2 separate regions of the Ovis aries genome follow, and region 2 is linked to region 1. A link is a contact called in public Hi-C data. All regions are on one chromosome and are shown on one strand. Each heading gives the region's core, a stretch centred on a gene start, on an enhancer-like site or on the middle of the called end of the contact. The rest is flanking DNA. Distances are from core to core; before and after follow the strand shown.

Evidence for each region. Hi-C and Micro-C count contacts between places; a contact is called where the count stands out from the background.
Region 2: a contact with region 1 is called in a Hi-C map of tail adipose tissue, with 9 times the contacts expected there. The contact joins the promoter of SNAI2 here to the enhancer-like site in region 1. A contact is called at or near these places in 3 of 16 Hi-C or Micro-C datasets (muscle and tail adipose tissue).

The regions. Positions count from the first base shown.
Region 1 is chr9:32,654,408-32,660,318 of ARS-UI_Ramb_v3.0, forward strand. No RefSeq gene overlaps it. Among named protein-coding and RNA genes, the nearest start is that of UBE2V2, 44 kb to the left of the region's middle. Within about 2 kb of position 2,619, at least 1 of the 54 cell types and tissues checked has an H3K27ac peak or open chromatin away from gene starts, as enhancers often do. A contact at or near this core is called in tail adipose tissue, where this site is marked.
Region 2 is chr9:32,950,605-32,956,515 of ARS-UI_Ramb_v3.0, forward strand. SNAI2 (snail family transcriptional repressor 2) reads right to left here and starts at 2,937. Exons shown (of 3, transcript NM_001126342.1): 1 at 2,859-2,937; 2 at 1,624-2,169; 3 at 517-698. The coding sequence starts at 2,937. The coding sequence ends at 517.

The DNA of each region.
Region 1 (5,911 bases), core at 1,369-3,868:
CGTCCTGGGCTCGTCCCTTCTGCACGTGGCATCCAGTGGAAGATGAACCCTAGCCAAGTTTTCATCACTAACGGCTCACAAACCAGCCTAGTCTATGCTGTCCAGTCCCAAAGCCACTCTCTTGGTTTGGGCCATGTTCTTGGCCTGGATGATGGAACAGTTTTCTAACCCTTCTTGCGCCTCTACTCTGGTTTCTCGGGAATCATTTGCTGTCATTTGCTGCAGTGGATGAAGCTCCATCAGTAGCTTTTTACTGGTTTCAGAACGAAGAACACGTCTCACCCCACTGGGCTTCTACCTTTCACCCCACCCTGTGCTCTCTGTTGCTTGTTACTCCTCCCGCTCACACAAACACCGTGGCTCCTGGATGGGCCATGTTCTTAGGCCATCTTTGTTCCTCCAAAGATGCTTGTGGAACAGTTGCTAGGTGACAGGCTCTCATCCCCATGCTGCAGTTAGTGGACCAAGTTCCTGATCAGTGTTCTCATGAGTGAGACCTTGGCTCCCTCTCTCACCTGCACACCACCATGGGGAGCCAGCACCAGGTCTGAATGTGGCTCTGACCTTGACTGTGGGGCCCTCAGGGCCATGAGCAGGCAAGTCATCCATGGTCACAGTGCTGGGGACTGAGACAGTGTGTGGTCCCGCGGGCCCAGGCTGGGGTAGGGGCTGGAGCCGGGGGCTCCCAATGTGGCAGGACTAGGCCAGCTGCCCATGGGCGTCAGTGTTTTAGTGGCTGCAGGGGAGCCTTTGGAGTCCTGAAGGGATGGTTGGACTCTCACTGCTGCGGGGAGGGGCTGCAGTTCGGAGGGAACCCCTGGGTTGGCATCAGGAGGTGAGAGGAGGTGGAGGGTGGGACGTGCTGATGTGGGGGAGGGGCAAGGAGAGGGAAGGACCCCAGGTGGTCTTGAGGGGGCCCACCACTCCCTGCAGTTTGCCTGCCTGGGGGGCCCACAGCTTCACAGGCTGTGTGTCTGCACTCCCTGCTCCCTCCACTAAGGCTGAATAACCCCTGAAGTTCATAGGGCACCCCTTGTCCCAGGAAGTTTGAGGCTCCTGTCAGGGTCTTCTACTCTTTGTGACGTTACATGGTTAATAATTTGTGCTCTGTCATCATCAGCATTCAAAAACTAAGATCATGGCATCTGGTCCCATTCAGTTCAGTTCAGTCACCCAGTCGTGTCTGACTCTGCGACCTCATGGACTGCAGCATGCCAGGCTTCCCTGTCCTTCACCAACTCCCGGAGCTTGCTCAAACTCATGTCCGTCGAGTTGGTGGTGGCATCCAACCATCTCATCCTCTGTCGTCCCCTTCTCCTCCTGCCTTCAATTACTTCATGACAAATAGATGGGGAAAAAGTAGAAGCAGTGAGAGATTTTATTTTGGGAGGCTCTAAAATCACTGCAGACGGTGACTGCAGCCATGAAATTAGAAGACACTTTCTCTTTGGAAGTAAAGCTATGACAGACGTAGACAGCATATTAAAATGCAGAGACATCACTTTGCCAACAACGTTCCATATAGTTAAAGCTGTGGTTTTTTTCAGTAGTCAACTACAGATGTGAGAGTTGGACCATAAAGAAGGCTGAGCACCAAAGAATTGATGCTTTTGAACGGTAGTGTTGGAGAAGACTCTTGAGAGTCCCTTGGACTGCAAGGAGATCAAACCAGTCAATCCTAAAGGGTCCTGAATATTCTTTAAAAAGACTGATGCTGAAGCTGAAGCTCCAGTCCTTTGGCCACCTGATGCGAAGAGCTGACTCATTGGAAAAGACCCTGATGCTGGGAAAGACAGAAGGCAGGAAGAGAAGGAAGTGACAGAGGATGAGATGATTGGATGACATCACTGACTCGATGGATATGAGTTTGAGCAAATTCCGGGAGTTGGTGATGGACAGGGAAGCCTGGAGTGCTCCAGTCCATGGGATCACAAAGATTCGGACACGATTTAGTGACTGAACAACAGAACAATACCGTTTCTCCAAATGGTTCTCCAGTAGAAGCTGCACCCCCCACCCTACAGCCCGCCCCCCATTCTAACTGGGCCCCTGGGCTGCTTCCCGCTGTACTGGCCATTCTCTGAGCGCAGAGTGGGCACCAGAGGGTCGAGTGCCTGGGGATGCTGGGCGAGCCTGAGATTTTGCCTTGTGTGCATTGTGGAGCCATGTGTCAGACATGCATCTTGTACGTTAACAATGCGAGTGTGTCTCCTTAACGAAGGCCTTGGACTGGACCCTCTCTCGGCAGGGTGCAGAGGCATGCCCTCAGGCTCCTGAAGCCTAGGCCTGCCCTCCTGGCCCAGGTGTCCGAAGGTCCTGCTCCACTAGCCCAGTTTCCTGATTTGTAAAGGACACAGAGGCCTCTCCTGTGACCCTGAGGTGCAGGCCTGGCTGGGCAAAGACAAAGACAATAGAGTCTCTGGACGCTTTGCCTCAGCACTGCTTCTTCAAACTCACACACGCGCAGCTCAGCGGGTCTCCCCATGTTTCTGCCTCCAGCTCCCAGAACCCTGTGTTGTGACTTCGCTTCTTGTCCACGGGAGGGAGCTGGGAAGTGGTTAGTTGTCTTTCTTCCCCCTTGCAGAGAACTGCCAGCATGACTTGACTCTCCCAGATGAAGTCAGCTGTAAATTGTGGCTCTCCTGAGGCTGGTCTGGAAGAAGACACAGCAATTCTGAGAAACCAGTGCAGGGGCTGCCAAGCTGCCCGCTTCCCTGGCCACAGCTCCTGCTTCCGCACGTCGGGTCTTGAGAACCAAACCCAGTTCTTTTCACTGGAAAAGGCTGGAGAGGCTGGTCCCACCCTTGGCCTTGCCCACCCAGGCCTCTCCTCACCAGCCAGCGTCCTGGCTCCAGAATACTGGCTGCTGTCTGGCTCCAGGGCAAGCGCCTCTGAAGATGGAGCCTGGTTCCTGCCGCCTCTGTCCCTCCTGGGGGCGGTCCCTCCTGGCTGGGGGCACCTGGATGCCTGGGCTTCACGCTGGCTCTGGCTGGTTTGGGGATGTGGAGAGGAGCCCGTAGGTGTGACTCAGGGTCACACCCAGCAGAGCAGTTCAGAGCCACCAGGACGTGGCTGCGGAGCGAAAGGGGAGAGGCCTGGTGAGCTTGCGGCACATGTGGCCCCATGGGGGCTGAGAGTGATGATCTGAAGGAAGTTTGCTGACCTCTAGAAAAGGGGAGTGAGGCCCCCTGGTGCCCAAGGCTGTGGGTGGACCCTCTGTGCCGAGGGCTGGCTGTGAAGCAGGTGGTGTTTCGTGCCCACCAGTGCCCAGCACTGGCAGGTACACGTGCCTGTCCAAGCTGGTAGGAAAGTCTGAGACCTCCTCCAGGTATAATCCCTCCCCCACCCAGGCCTGCAGGAGGAGGGGGACCCCCAGCTCCTAGGTGCTTCCTGCAGGGGAGGGTGGGAACACAGCCGATCTCCTTCCTGCTGGCCTGGGGGTGTCCAAGGGCCCAGCTTGCTCCAGCTTCCAGGGTGCCAGTAAGAAGCAGGCGGTGGTTTGGTTTAGCACGGAGATCCAAGAAGCCTCCGGAGTCACTGGCCAGGCTGAGGGATCCTCTCTGTATGCTGAAGCGGTCAGGTCGTGCTGGCCAGGAGAAGGGTCTGTTCTTTCTAATGTCCAGATACCAACCAAAAGACGCAAGGAAAGTGGAGAAACAGTGGTCCACACAAAGGACCCAGATAGATATTGCCATCTTGACAGCCACACCCGAAGTGTCCTCACAAAGCCACCCCAGGGTCTCCCAAGCCCACAAGGGGCTGGTGGCTGGGGGAGTGAGGGCCCTCCAGGGCCACCCCTTCTTCACGCTGAAGCACTTTTATAACCAGCTCTTGCTGGTGGTTTAATGAAGAAGACAAATGACTCGATTACTCATGCAATTCTCATTTAAGCCGTTACTTTTGAAAAGGGGGGAAATCCACATGTAAATTGAATAAACAGAGACCTCAACCTGTGCTGTTTTGGAATTTTTCCTGCATGTTTCACAGAAAGTGCAACAGGAAAGATATAAAGTTAAACAGTGGGACCGACCTTCATTTGAGGCTGCTGAATTCTGGTCCCCTGCACACCAAGCTTCCACTTGACTCTGAGTAATGGAAATTAAATACTTGTTCTATGTACAGAGTGGTTGTGAGGGTCAAATAAGATGACAGGTGTGAAAGCGCTTCATAAACTACGACCGTTGTGTGCAGTATCGGACCCCAGTCCACGTCTTATGTTTCCTTTTCTAAGATTTATCTTCAGAGTGTGTCCAGAAGCATACCAGTCAGAGGGCACGCTCAGATTCTCGAATTTAGACTTGTTCACTTTCTCATCATTTGGGAAATGGGATCTGATCCTTCAGTTTCTCTGAGCAGGCGCCAGAAGAGGGCTCCTGGGTGCGGTTGTGTGTCTTCTCCGTGGAGCCTGCAGGGAGCGCTGCAAGTGTGTGCAGCGGGGCTGCGGGTTCAGAGCCAGCCTGCAGGACCCTCCGGCTGATTGCAGAATTCAGGGCTGGCAGGAGGTGTTGAGCTGGATGAGGTAAGGGAGCAGAGGAGGTTGGGTGTCTGTGTGTATATTTGGTGTTGGCGTGGTGTGGTGTGTGTGTGTAATGTGTGTCTGTATGTCTTTGTGTGTGGTGTGTGTGTTTGGTGAGTGTGTACCTGCATGTGTGTGGTCTGTCTGTGTGTATCTGTGTGTGTGTGCATGTATCTGTATGTATGTGAGCTGTGTGTGTGTTTGTATGTCTATGTGTGTGGTGTGTGTGTATATGCATGTGATGTGTGTGTATCTGTGTGTGATGTGGTTGTGTAGTGTGTGCGTATGTGTGTGGTGTATGCCTTTGTCTGTGTGTAGTATCTGTGTCTGTATGTCTGTGTGTATGGTGTATGTGTATCTGTGTGTGATGTTGTTGTGTGGTGTGTGCGTATGTGTGTGGTGTATGACTTTGTCTGTGTGTACTATCTGTGTTTGTATGTCTGTGTGTATGGTGTATATGTATCTGTGTGTGATGTTGTTGTGTGGTGTGTGTATATCTGTGTGTGGTATATGTGTCTGTGTGTGTCTGTGTGTATCTCTGTGTATGTGAGCTGTATGGTGTACATGTTTCTATGTATGTGTATGGAATGTGTGTATCTGTGTGTGATGTGGTTGTGTGGTGTATGTGTATCTGTGTGTATGTGAGCCGTCTGTGTGTGTAGTATATGCCTTTGTATGTCATTGTGTGGTGTTTGTATGTCTGTGTGGTGTGTGTGTGTGTCTGTGTGTGTGGTGTATGCCTTTGTATGTCTTTGTGTGGTGTTTGTCTGTCTATGTGTGGTGTGTATCTCTGTGTGTGGTGCATGTGTGTGTATCTGTATATGTGGTGTGTGGTGTGTGTGTGTGGTGTTGGTGGGGGACGCGATCGTGTCCCTAACTGAGCTCTGGGACCTTGGGGCTCAGGTACCTGGGTTTGCTCCCAGAAGGGTCTCCACTGAGGGCAGGCAGGCCTCAGCCACTTGGGCCATGGTGGCCCCTGCAGGAGGCTGCGGTGACTCTTGCCGCATCGCTAACTACCGTGCGGGGCCACACTCTCCCCAAGCACAGTGGCCCAGGGGACATGCCCAGGTCTCTGCCGTGAAGGAAGGAGGCTCCAGGGAGCACCCCCACCCCAGGGAGGAGCTGGTTCCCTGTGACTGCCTCTGTCACTCACCCCACCTGGAGTCCGGTGAGGAAGGGGGTGGTGAGCGGGGGGCAGCGAGGACAGGCCCGAGATGGCAGTTCCCAGCAGGACTGAGGGAAGGAGCAGAGGGGAGGCGGGTGGCCCAGCCCAGGTTGTGCGTTTGGGTGGAGGAGGCTGGAGCTCAGCTTACAGGCCACGTTATCAAAACACACTTAAACTTCCCATTGCCTAACCATTGAATTTACATTTGCTAATCCGCATTCTAAATCTCC
Region 2 (5,911 bases), core at 1,687-4,186, 300 kb after region 1:
GTTCAAGGATGGTGACCAGACATGACACATGTAACAAAGTGAACTTGGAATACTTTATAAGGCACCTGAGATAGTGTCTGGCAGATTCTTGTCCTATAGGAAAATCTATTACAAATCCCGTACAAGGCAACACTGTTCTTTTCAGTTGAAATGCTTTGGCAGCAAAGTAAATCTTTGCATTCTTTCTTAGTAAGGAAAGATGCAATGTGCTTTTTGCTTCATCTCAGAAGAGCAAGATTCTTGTCTTTTATCCTCTCCATCTAACGGTCAGTAAATATATGGTCATTTTAAACTTCACATGGAAAGGATTAATCTGATGCACATGGAATCCCCTGCCCTGGCAGCTGCGTGTGTGTGTGTGTGTGTGTGTGTGTGTCTATACATATTATTTGGGTTTGTCAGCACAAGACAAAATGCCTTAGGACTTTTACTTGTCACTCAGAGGCGGAGTGACAAGTAAAATGCGTGACAAGTGAACTAGAAAGGCGTCCGCCCGAGTAAACAGGGGCTGTGTCACTAGTGCGCCGCACAGCAGCCAGACTCCTCGTGCTTGTGCAGGAGGGACATCCGCGAGAAGGTTTTGGAGCAACTCTTGCACTGGTATTTCTTGACGTCCGAGTGCGTCTGCAGGTGAGCCCTCAGATTGGACCTGTCTGCGAAGGCCCTGCTGCAGTGAGAGCAGGAAAAAGGCTTCTCCCCTGGCGGGTGGGGCAGGGTGGGGAGAAAGAAAGATGGTCAGTGTTTTCAGAGGAAATGCAAATCCAGAAGAGGCTTACAGCAATCTTCACACTTTGCCAAAAGCATGAGAAGGAGCAAAACTTGATTCAAATCCCCCTTAATCGATATTTGTTTCAATGTCTGGCCCTTTAAGACAAATGCGAAAGTTGCACTTAAAAAAAATCAAATTTAAAAAGTTAAAAAAATATATAATTGCTGCTGCCAGTCCTAGAGAAATAATTCCTGTCATCCTAGGACTTGGCTTGTTCAAGTTCTCTTCTTCGGCAGGTGCAGCTAACGGCCAGCTCCTCCCCAGGTTTCCCAACAGTTCCCCTTTTCCCTCCTTCTGTATTATGACTAAGCCTGGGTGAGTGCCCCCGCTCCTGGCAGGGTGATTTTGTGCTAGGAATAGAAAACTCAGCAGCAAAAACAAAACAAAAGCAAACAACGGAAAGCAAATTCAGCTCTCACTATCCAACTTGATGTGGGTGAGAGACAGCACAGCAAGAATGTAGCTAACAAAAACCCAAGAACCAAAAACTTCATCGGTCCGTCTGCCTAATCAATTGATTGGGAGAACAACATCTGTATTTGCTAATCATTGGGAGACATTTCACAGAACACACCTCCAAGCACATCTCTCCTGATTTGCTAATTGATCTTTGAGACCAAACCTCCTGAATCTAACTTTCCAAAGTCTAAATGCTGTTTGCAGTCTCGGGAGCAGAGGCTGTGAGCAAGCAGTGGAGCCCTTTGTGCTTTGACGACTTTTTGAGTCGTCAGGAAGTAGCTAAAACCGAACATCCATCATCAAAAGTACTGTGTCACCACTTAAGGCAAATCGGACAGCCAGCCCAGAGCTTCCTTCTGCTGGACGGCGACACCCTGACTATGTGTTTCTCTTACCAGTGTGAGTTCTGATGTGTCCTTGCAGTAACCAGGGTCTGGAGAACGCCTTGCCGCAGATCTTGCAGACACAAGGTAAGGTGTGCGTCCGAATGTGCATCTTGAGGGCGCCCAGGCTCACGTATTCCTTGTCACAGTACTTACAGCTGAAGGATTTCCTGGACTGGGCGTCACAGTGCAGCTGCCTGTGTTTGCCCAGCCCTGAGAAGGTCGAATAGGTTTTATTGCATAAATTGCACTGAAACTTTTCAGCTTCGATGGCGTGGGGGTCTGAAAGCTTGGACTGTAGCCTTTCTTCTTCGTCGCTAATGGGGCTCTCGGAGCCGCTGTGGTCCTTGGATGAGGTGTCGGACGGAGGAGGGGGACTCACGCGCCCCAAGGATGCGGGGTATCCGGACAGAGGGGATAGGCCGGCGGGCAGCGGGGCGTGGAAGGGAGAGGCGGTGGTCCACACGGCGATCGGGCTGTAGGCTCCCGACCTGAGGACCTCCGGCTGCGGGATGACAGGCACCGGGTAGCCCTCGTAGAGACACGGGGAGATAATCACTGCGGAGAAAGGAGAGGAGCGGGGCGTGAGACAGAGGGCACCGTGAAAGCGCAGTGACGAGCCAGGCTGCCTGCGCAGGGAACGAGGAGACAGACTCCCCAGGAGCAGGCAGGCGCTGGGAGGACATTAGTTTTCCGCCGCTGCTGCTCGGGGTCACTGCGCTTAAGGCTCATTTGTGCACCCCCCCCCACCCCCGGCCCCGCACACGACCGAGTGTGGGGGGCTGCCCGACCAGCGAGTGCAGGGGGAAACCTACCCACTTTCTAAAGATACAGAAAAGTTCTCTTCCATCTTATGCGTGGGGTACTTGCTTGGCTCACGCCGGTAAGTACAAGGATTGGCGTAAATCAAGCCGCTTTCTGGAGGAAAGGAGCCTTATTACATGAAAAAGGCAATAATTCAACGTTCACCCACTGCCTCACCCAGCCTCCACGTCCTCATTATGCAAGTATGTACACGCTGCGGAACGTGACGTCGCAAGAGCCCAGGGAAGATCTCCTCGCCAGCTCAGAGTGTGGAAGTTTTGAATTAAACCCGAGCCCAAACGATCTGAGGAAGGACCGCTCTTTCGGGAGCAGATAGCCTGGGTGTCCAGCTCTTTCGTATCAAAGTCGAGCGGCGGCACACCCCTGTCGTTACCTATTTACAGACTGAGATGCGGACATCTGACCCCCACCCCGCCCCTTACCTGTGTGTGTGTCCAGCTCGCTGTAGTTGGGCTTCTTGGAGGCGTTGAAATGCTTCTTGACCAGGAAGGAGCGCGGCATCCTGGCGGCGGCGCGGGGCGCGGGGCGCGCGGTCCTACAGCATCTCTGCCCCGCAGGTGCGCGCGCGGCGCCGCCAGGTCGCGGGCTCCTCGCGGACTGAGCCCGCGGTGGCGGCGGGGAGGCCTTTTTTTCCTCTCTTTTGCGAGAAGGGTCCAATCACAGCCGAGAGGTTCAGATTTCAGCTCCTCCCTCTGGGCCAGCTGTGAGCAGAGGAGGAATCTGTTGTCAGACTAAATTATTCTGGTTCAAAATGGGCTGTGCCCCGAGCTTTCAGTGGAGAGGAAAAAAGTGCTTCAGTCTTTTCGGGAGAGGTCGTTTTCCTTCCTGATCGCAGAGCCGGGCGTCCTTGTTCCGGGCGCGCTGAGTCCGCCGGCCGGGCCTGGCTTTCAGGTGCGGGCTCCGCGCCGGCTAGGAAGGCTGGGCTCTAGGCTCCCGGAGCCTCGCGGCTTTGGAGAGCTTTGGCGCGCACAGGGACGGAGCAATTCACTCCTGGCTTTTGAAAAAGGAAGGTAGCGGCGAGGACAAAGCCCCAGTGAGTGAGCCGCGGGCCTGCAAGGGGGCAGCCCGGGTCGAGACCCGCCTGCTTCGCGCGCTTGGGGATGCGCTTCGTGTCCTGGCGGCTCGGGGTGGGGAAGAGGGGCGCTTCCTCGGGAAATAAAGCGGTCGTGTCACTTGTTAACTTTGGGGCTTGAAAGAAGCGCTTTGTGGCCCCCAAAGGACCCACGTTCAGGGAGAAGCAGGCCCCCCAGGATGAGAGGGAAGGATGAACTAAGGTCCCTGTCGTGGGAATCTGGAACCCTCTCCCAGAGGCCTCTGAGAAGCGCTTCTATCTTTTCACGCATCATTAGGTTTTTTTTTTTTTTTTTAATGGAAAAAAGCCTGAATGGGCCGTTAGGGACAATAGTTTCAAACATTTATTTGCTTTCTGTGGTGCTGTTTTTTCAGTATAAAGTCACCGCATCATCTCTCTGCCCCTCTCCTGTGTGGCGTTTGTAAGGAAAGGGTGCCTCCTCTAGCGCTTGAGTTTCTAAACTAGCCGGGTAACTAGCAAAAACACCTTGATTTTGTGTACGGTATTGAGTCTAAAAATACACTAAAGTGGCTGGTTGTAAAAATGACATTTCAACCATGTTTTCAAGCATCTCTTCTCCTTTCCACCTCTTGCTTAAAGATTAAGGAAAGAACAAATTTGCAATCAGACCACCCTACCCTTGATTCGAACAGGTGCTGGGAGAAAAAAAAAAAAAGTGGAAAAATAACAGTTGAAGTCAAGACTTGCAAGAGGAAGGCGCATGTCTGGCACATAACTTCTTAATCTTGCGGTGAGGCGGCAGGGAGGGCGGGGCCCCAGCTGCCTCGCTATTGTGCAGGATCCCTTTACCTTCCTCCTAACAGTCACTGGTTCAAACACCAGAGAAAGGAATTTAGATGAAACTTTATGTTGAAAGAAGCAGTTTTCATGGGTGCCAGGAAAATATGAATATGCATCAGAGTCCTCCACAAACCGTGAACTGCAGGATAACCCAGAGCAACTTTCCGAACTTCTGTTTTGTGAGGGAGTGGCTACTCACTCCAGTATTCTTGCCTGGAGAATTCCATGCACAGAGGAGCCTGGCAGGCTACAATCCATGGGGTGGGTTTCAAAGAGCTGGACTCGACTGAGCGACTAGCACTTTCATTTCAGATTGGCCGGTTTATTGGGACAGGAGCTCTCCTCGTCCCTCCCAGCCCGCTTCCTGCAGGAGGCACTTTCTCATGGACGCGACCCCCTTGAGAAAACCCAGATGCCAATGCACTGACTTCCCCCTTCAGCTCCACCCTGAGTCTGCTCAGCACAGTGAGGGGGCTGGAGGCATTCTGGTGTGTGTTTGTTGGTTGATAATTATGGCACAGGATGACCTGCTTAAGTGTGTATGTGAACAATCTGCTCTAAGAGTTGAACAGTATTTCACTCCTCAAGGGAAAGCCCTTGAATCTGGGTTACAGATGCCTCATCACGTGGACATCGGGCAGAGTTGGGACGTGTTCCGAGCCGGGACGTGCTGGGCTGCGAGGGTGTCAGGAGCCTGTCTGAGGCGTGTTCTTGCACAGGTCTGCCAGGCTTGTGTGAGGTCCGCTCTGCTGCAGGAAGGGCCAGCCCCAGGTGAGTCAGGGCACAGGTGCCCCGCTGAGACACCTTGGGGCTGGTGAGGATGGCAGGATGGAGGGGACCATTGGGACACCCCCCCGCGAGAAGACCCACTGCAGGGATTCTGGTCAGACCTGTGGAGGTTCCTCTCATGTGGGCCAGAAACTGGCCCAGTCACTGCCCAGGACAGAGCCCTACATGGAGGCATGGACCCCTGGCTTCCATGTGTCACTGGGGCAGTCACTGCCCAGCACAGAGGCCTGCATGGAGGCAAGGACCCCTGGCTTACACATGTCATTGGGGCAGCACACTCCCAACCTGGGTCTTATTCAGCAAGAAACCAGTCCTGGGCTGATGGCTTAGGTGGCCAGGAACAGTGAGGAAGGACACTTGTCCCGAGATGTTACTGACTCACAGCCCAGTCAGGGAGCAGCTGGGGGCACAGGTGTGCCCCCCGACAAGGGACAAAGTGGGGACAGACTCAGGGTGGCTCTGATGTGGGGCAGAGACGTGAGGGGAGGGTGGATGGTCTGAGGGCAGTGTCCAGGCTCCCTGGCTCTGACGCCCCAGAGAATCTCGGTTCTCCTGGAGGAAGTGGGGCTCTAACAATACCCACCCCGTGGCTGAGTCCCACTGGTAGGAGTGCCTCGCCTTACCTGTGATCTGTGGGGAGGCCCACATCACCTGGTTCCTTACTCATCACAAAGTTTATTAGTCAGGACCTGGTGTGGCTTAGCAGGCAGTCTCTCCTTTGCTCTGTTTTCTGAAGAAGCTGATGGAGAAGACTTGTAGACAACTCTGTGACCTCGTTGGGGGCCAGCCCTTCCCCACGGCTCCCTGTGCCAG